Linked DNA regions of Mus musculus: region 1 is linked to region 2. Evidence: chromatin contacts called from public Hi-C data. All regions are on one chromosome and are shown on one strand. The core of a region is the stretch at or near the end of the contact, and the rest is flanking DNA. Distances in the headings are between cores, read along the strand shown.

Region 1 (3,912 bases), core at 707-3,206, 680 kb after region 2:
TTGTTTTGGTTATGTTATGGTGTTTTATCACACCATTAGAAAACTAATTAAAACACTCTCCTGCTTTTCACAGTCCACATCCTTTAGTTTCACTTTCACATACCTTTTAGTTTGCATGGAATTATGTCTTTTGACAATCTTCTATTCATCTGTTAACATGTAGAGCAGTGTTACCTCTAGCATAAATGTATATGTTTATGAGGAATTTCTTCTTAGTCACTTTGTACATCTACTGTGTCAACACAGGGTTTGTATATGAAGAAGGGTCATTGATTTGCAATTGTAAAGGTGAATAAAAAAGAAAGATGACTATTACTGCTTAGCTTTGTAGAGTACCTCATTAATGGACATAATGACCCTTTATATTTTCTCTAACATTGAAATTATTGATAAATGACTGCAGGTATTACAAATTCCCCATCTCTGGCATATTTACTCTTGTAAATGTGTATCTTCAAAGTTACTTTAGAACCTCATATTAAGCTGCAACCATCAGGAGTATGTGTGGTGTGACTCTGGAGATGTTTTACTATTCTTTTAGAATAAGTCAATTAGTTAAGCAAACATCTACCTCAAATCCCATCTTAAATTTCATCTTAAATTTGCAGTGACTTGAAGGCCAACCATCTGCATGTACTTTTTTGTGTTTATTCAATAAGAAAGTCTTCTTTCTTTACAAATGTGTATAGACACTTCTGTTTGTTGATAGGACTTACTTCTTTATCAATACAATAGATGCAGCTAGAGCATGTGACCAAAGGAAGGCAATTTAGTGTTTAGACACCACTGAAAATACAGTTTTTAAAATATTTACTGGCTCTCTGGTTGCCATAAAGTTTCATTTTAAATTTATAGTCCATTTGAAAATTATATCTTATTAACATTTTTAGGGCTTTGCAAAGGTTTTACATGGCATAGGCTTTTAAATAGTATCTAAAATGTATATTTCATTAGATTATCATTCAGTAGGGTATATTCTGTAAATATGCACATACTATTTATACATTGTATTATGTTCAGAATTAATTACATGTTTTTGTCTTATAATTACACATTACAGAAAAGTTAAGGCTGATTTTCAGAAGATCAATAGCCAGCAGAAAATGACACAAAATGTTTTATGTATAACCATTGTTTAAATGTCAGTTTTTAGTACTAGTCTTTTAACATTAATGAGTAGTTTTGGAAAGATCACTGGATGTTCATTAGTTCCTGGGCTCACACAGATTTCTTTTCCAGATGAAAATAGAAAATGTATGTAGGCATTTTATACACTTCAATCTGAGAATGTGTAAAACCTATCTACAGTTGGGTGACTAAGGTCTGGAATTAGAATGAAACCAGACTACTCTCGGAGGACTTTATTAAGCTAGAATGTTCAACTAGAGAGCAGGCACTTTGTCTTGTATTGTACAGAGTGATGAGCCATTGCAAATAGCTCCTTTTTTATTGAATGCTTACTCTGTGTCACAGTAGGTTATGTATGTTAAGTGCTTCACGTACTTTTTCTCTTCATCCTTATAAGTATTCAGAGTACTGTGTTTCTCATTTACAGTTGAAGAAACAGATTTAGAGAGGTTAGAAAAAGAACAGAAATACAAATTTGGCAGCAATTCCATTCTCCTGACCAGAGGCAAGTGAGAGTTGGGAGTTTTATAAAGATCACTCTGGTAAAGTACAAGAAAAGCCTGCAGGAAAACCATCCATAGTTCACATGCCTATCCAAGGATCTCATCCTAAGTCTCCAGGCCTCTCCATTTCAGAACATCTTGGACCTCTCCTCACGATTCTTTTACCCTGACGTTAGGGCCTGCCTAGGAAGTGGGGTTTTGTTCACTTTTTCTAGGTCGCAAACCAAACTCGTCCGAGATCAGACCGCGGCTCCAGTGGTCCCTGGCGGGGGTGGGGCGCATGCGCGCGGTTGCTAAGAAACGGCGATCCAGGCGCCGCGGTGGTAACTGCGCCGGGGCTGTGTGTGTAGGCAGCAGCGCCAGAGGAAGAGGAGCACGAGGATGCAGCTGCGACCGCGGCCCCAAGAGGGAGCAGCCACTGTTCTGTGGTCGCGGGGCCAAAGCAATTGGAATTAAGCCTGGGGGGTCCTGTTGCTGAGAGGACCGGGGCAGACGGTCCTGCCAGAAGCGCAGGCCTAGTATTCCGGGAGAGTTCGGTCTGCTGGGCGAAGGCCTGCCGCCTTTGCTTCCTCCTGGCCCTCCAAGTCGATGGTGGTGAAGTTGGTGGCCGCCAGGGGCACAAGCGCCAGGCTGGTTCTCTTGCACCCGGCGCTTATCTGGCCCTGCTTGAACAGCTGCGACGCCGCCTCCTCTCTTCCGCGGATCCCACCCTCAGCGGCGGGGGAGGGGGAAAGTTTTCCCCTCCGCAGGGGCTGCATGGTGCGAGGCGACAACAAGACCTTAGGAGAGTAGGGGTGAGTAGTGGCACCGCAGTCTCCTGGTGCTCAAGCTGTTTTCTGGTCTTAGGGTCTCTGGGGCCCCAGCAGGCCAATGAAGCTCTGCACTCTCATTCAGAAGCTTCTGACACCCTTCCTGCATCTGCTCGCGGGTAATTTCTTCCAGTTAGTTTTCCTTTTGAAAGCCGTCACTTTGTGATCTCAATCCTGGCTTCCAGAAACATAGTGTCAGTGATTAAGGCCTGGGGTTGCTTCTTAGATGCTGATGATTCTAAGTACAGTCGTGCACCTTCTTAGTCTCTGGTCTGGAAACAGATTCTTCTAGTGCCCTGTTCACATTTTACTCCTTGTTCTAACTGTGGCTCTGACTCTTGATCACGGGAGACAGCCTGACCTGACCTGAGGCTTGTCAAGAGCCCATCCTCCGCATTGCTGATGCTTCATGACGAAAGAATTGACCAGATAGCTTGAGTGGTACCTTACTTTGCAGTATTGTTTATACTCATGTGCAGTAGGCAAGCCATATGCCTAGCCCCTGATTCTTAGCATGTAAAGCTAGGCAGATATTAGTTATGTTAAATAATAGTGATAATAAGACAAAACTAGTGACATGTCCTATTTGACAACCAAAGTACCACCAAACTTGAGAAGTGGACAAAGTAAAATATTGACAATAGGGGAAACATTTTACAAAGTATTCTTCATCAAAAATGACTCACGTCTTCATTTAAAAATGTGTTGGTGAAACTTAGATACTCTTAATAAAAATAAAGATAGTTGTGACTTATTTGTTCTTCTTAAATTAGAGTATAAGGTATAGTTGAAAATAGTCAACTTCTCTCAAAAACATTTGGCCCAAGACACCCAAAGTGAGACTTTGGATACCATGATTAGATAAGGTTCTAAAGTTGCAAGGCGTTTTTCACAATTATTTTGAGGTGTGAGACTGTTACTTTAAAAGCAGATGTGAAAATTTACAGTTCCCAGTTGACCCTTTTCAAACGTGAACTCAATTTGAATTGATGTATAATTTTAATTGCAAGGTACTCCTGTGGGCTGACAACAAAAGATGGGTTCTTTTATTTCACTCTCTTCCATCCTGACAGTTTTAAGCCATTTCAGGTCTCTTATCTAAAAAGAAGTGGAGAAAAAGAAGCACATTGGTGGAAAAGCTAAATTTAGTTTTCGGTTACCTCTTTTAAGCTAGAGAACTTTAAAAAGTATATAGATGCTGTGTGTGATTAGGTAACTTTGGCTAGTGAATCTGTTAACACTTCCAGTTTCTTGATAGTTTTAGGGAAAATGTCTTATATGGATTGCTTTTGTGTTTGAGATGTTCCTGTGTTTAAAGTATAATACTAGGGGAAAAAATAGTTTTCTACCTCGATGTGAGTTATCTGCTATGCATTGGCAGACAGGCATGCTTCAGGAGCCTAGATTTCAAACTTAGAGGTCGTTTCTGTTTGCAAAAGGTCTTGATGAATTTTACTCCTAATTATTTGAAA
Region 2 (3,516 bases), core at 63-2,562:
GAAAAACTTAATTTTGAGAACATAAAATATTTATCCTCTGATAGTTCCACACGTTTCGCAAAGAGGTCTATAAACTTACGGGGTTTTCACCAAGCCATAGACATAAATGTGAATATCATCATCAAACTTAATGAAGTAGACAGATGGCTTGGCTACCACCTGATGAATAAAGATCCCAGTTCTCTTGGACCCGTCGTCTTTGGCGTGTTCCACCTGCTTGCCCACAAGGCTGTCGAGCACCTCCCCAGGCTCCTGTTCAGCTGCAGGGAAGTAGTAGTTGGAATCTGGAATGATACGCAGGTCACCATCTTTGTAGTCGTCCAGCAGGGTGTACATATAGAGGACCGGATCTTTCTCGTAGGTGATGTAAAACCAAGTATCCATGATGGGGGCTCGCGCCAACACCATACCCTTCCACTCATCTTTCTTGCCATGCTCACCTTCGAACACATGTCCCACTGCCTTCCCAACCAGGGAATCGGCCAGGCGAGAGTCAATGCGAGGAGAAGGAACTCTCTCAGGAAGAATCTCCAGCGCTAAAACTCTCTTATCTCTGTGCAGTTCCAGTCCGTACACACTGTCTTTGCCATCATATTTGATGATATACAGAGTGGGCTTCACGGAGACCTGCTCGAGCACAGTACCTTTCCATTGCTCCACGGGCTCATTGCCTTCTTTCCAGCCGTGTTGAATGCGGCAGCCCACGATGTTCCTATGAGTGAGGAAAGTGGGCTTACGGCGCTGCTTCTTGTGAGTGTGCCTTTTCTTCATCAGGTACGCGGACACACCATCCACCCCAGTAGGAGGCACAGTCGGAGGAGACATGGCTCGAGGCTTCGGTGGCCAAAGTAAAGCTGCTCTTTGCTTAACAAGCTGACTAACAGTCAGCAGTGTCCAACGGCAGATATTTTTCGCGATCCGAGAGACTGTATCAGTCCTCTTTTCAGATTTTGTCAGAAAAGAGCTAACTGACTGGGAACTGAGACAGAGAGTGCCGCTCACTAGTGCTTTTTTCCTCCTTCAGGGAGGGGTGACTGCAATAGTGATGGCTCCAGAGAGATGGCGGGCTCCCGGGTTCGTTCTGTCCGCCCCTGGCGCCTTCCCGGACTCCCAAGCCCACGTCCCAGCCAGAATCCGCCACTTAGCTGTTGTCAACGCTGCTGCGGTCGCAGAACGGCAACAGAGAAGAAGTGGACTGTTAACCTGGACCGGAGATAACAGGGATGTTTCGCGGCCACGAAAGTGCAGGCAGTAGCACGTCTCCCAGCAGTTTGCGCTTTGCGCGGCCTGGTCTTGGCAGCGCTTGTCAGCTTGGCCAATCTGCGAAACCGGGATTTTTGTTGCTTAGGGAATCCTCCTCCTCTGAGCCCGCCCTCTCCTTTCCTCCACCCCTCCCGCTTCCGTCCTGCCTTCCGCTCCTGGGGCAGCCACACTGACACAGGCTCTCTCCTTTACTCCCGTGGCCCCCCAGCCGGTTCATTCCCACCAGAACCAGACAGTACAACACCCCTCCTCCCCTGCAGGCTGTCTGCTGCCCAACTGCATACTTCACTGAGGCTCCATCTGCTTTCTATCTTCCAGGAATTCCTCACAAGCAGAAAAAGAAAAGAAAAGTGAAAAAGAAAGAAAAAAAAATACGTGGGGTGGGAGAAATTGTATAAACAAATCTACAATTTCTTTCTTTTTTAAGAAATTTGAAGCGGGATTGGGGAAAAGTCGTGCACAGTCCACCATGTTAACTTAAACTCTCCTTTATATTTTCTACCTGATCATTCGTCCTAACGATTTTTAGTATGTTTTTCTAAGTGGAAGGAAAATATGCTGGTATTTGCTTTTCTAAAACTGAGTGAAATAAAAAGCAAAGCAAAACAAAACTAACTTTAGCCATACAAACCAGGCAAACATCAAAATGTTTATTAAGCTGATTTCTTATTAATATATCTTTCTATAACCTTATGCATTTGAGAGCAACTTTTATATTTCTATACCTTTTTTGCTTACTTTGTCACTTATATCACGAGTAGTTTCTGTCATGATTAAATATGCTGGAAACATGATTTGTTTTTCAGTTTTTTGAGACAGGGTTTCCCTGGGTAGCCCTGACTGTCCTGGAACTCACTCTACATACCAGGCTGGCCTCGAACTCAGAGATATGCCCCCCCCCCCTTCTCTGCCTCCCAAGTACTGGGATTAAAACCATGCGCCACCATGCCAGGCTGGAAACACAATTTTTAATGGTTCCATATGTGAACATAAAGAACACAGCTCTCATCTCAAAATAAAAGATGGTTTATTCTAGAATCAAATATAAGTGACCAAGACCAAGGTCCACAACTTTAGGTTACCCCAAGTTCTATGTTCCAATGTGGTAACAGTTTCATGGAATTTTGTTGGTGTTGTCGCTGCTGTTTATTATTAACCTGTGTGTGCATGAAGTGTCTATGTTGGAAGGGGGCAGAAGTGGAAAAGTGGAAATCAGAAGATAACATTGTGTAGTAACTTCTTTCCTTCCACATTTACTTGAATTCAATGGATTGAACCCAAGTCCACAGGTTTATGCCACAAGTTCCTTTGTAAGATAAGCCTCTTACCCAACTGGCCTCATGAAATTTTTATAGCAGCAAAACAAAGAGAACTATAAATCAGGAAACTTTTAAAAGGCATCAGGGGAAGCCTTGGGTAGGCGTGTTATAGCAAACCGGAGAAACTTCTGCAGTAGGCTTCAGATACTATCTGACAGCATTCCCTGCCTTTGGGCCAGTGAAAGCCGAGGATCTGTGCACACATTCCAAAAGAACTTACCTAATAGCCGGAAGAATGGTTAGGTCACTCACAGAGTTGAACAATACATGACCATTTTGGGTGGGGTGAGGGTGAAGATAGTTTAAGATAATGTGACTCTGGAACTGCGACAGCTGAACTCCTCCATTATACTCATAACTGAGTCAGTTAATCAACCATGTACAAAGTTCAACGTATGTGTGGCTTTTCCCCCAGAGAACTTCAGTTAACCCACACTGTTTGTTCTTAATATTCCTTCAATGGCTCCTCATTTATCCTAAATAGTCTAAGGCAGAAAAAGTAACTAATACAACTCTCCTTTTCATATATGAATTGATTAATTGAACTCGTCTTTATTTTTGTTTTCCTCCCTGAAATCCAAAAGTTGAAGTTGTGGTTCCATTCATTTTTTTTAAATATAGAATAATTGGATCATATTTCCCCAACCCAACATTATGCTCTCTCTAAAAAAAAACAAATCAAAACAAACAAACAAAAACAATAAGACAAAAAAAGCATACACAAAAACATGGAGTCTCTTTTATGTTGGCCTGTCTTGAAGTATGATTTATATACCCAGTGACACTCTATTGGAGAAAACTGATTTTCCATTTCTCAGCAGATACCAATTGCAAGTAACTCCTTGGTTAGGGATGGGATTTAATGTCCATCTCTCCTTCTAAATGCTGAGACTTTGCAAGGTCTGAACCTGAGCAGGTCTTGTTTGTGCTATCA

What was found. A called contact is a pair of places that touch in the nucleus more often than the background predicts.
Region 1: a Hi-C map of uterus shows a contact between it and region 2, with 7 times the contacts expected there. The contact joins the promoter of Zc3h12b here to the promoter of Spin4 in region 2. A contact is called at or near these places in 1 of 39 promoter capture datasets (cranial neural crest), 1 of 484 Hi-C or Micro-C datasets (uterus) and 3 of 115 datasets of contacts at active chromatin or transcription factors (the NIH/3T3 cell line, astrocytes and embryonic forebrain).

Annotation. Positions count from the first base shown.
Region 1 is chrX:95,709,722-95,713,633 of GRCm38.p6, forward strand. It overlaps Zc3h12b (zinc finger CCCH-type containing 12B), which reads left to right and starts at 1,957. Exons shown (of 9, transcript NM_001034907.3): 1 at 1,957-2,425.
Region 2 is chrX:95,025,370-95,028,885 of GRCm38.p6, forward strand. It overlaps Spin4 (spindlin family, member 4), which reads right to left and starts at 1,313. Exons shown (of 1, transcript NM_178753.4): 1 at 1-1,313. The coding sequence starts at 825. The coding sequence ends at 76.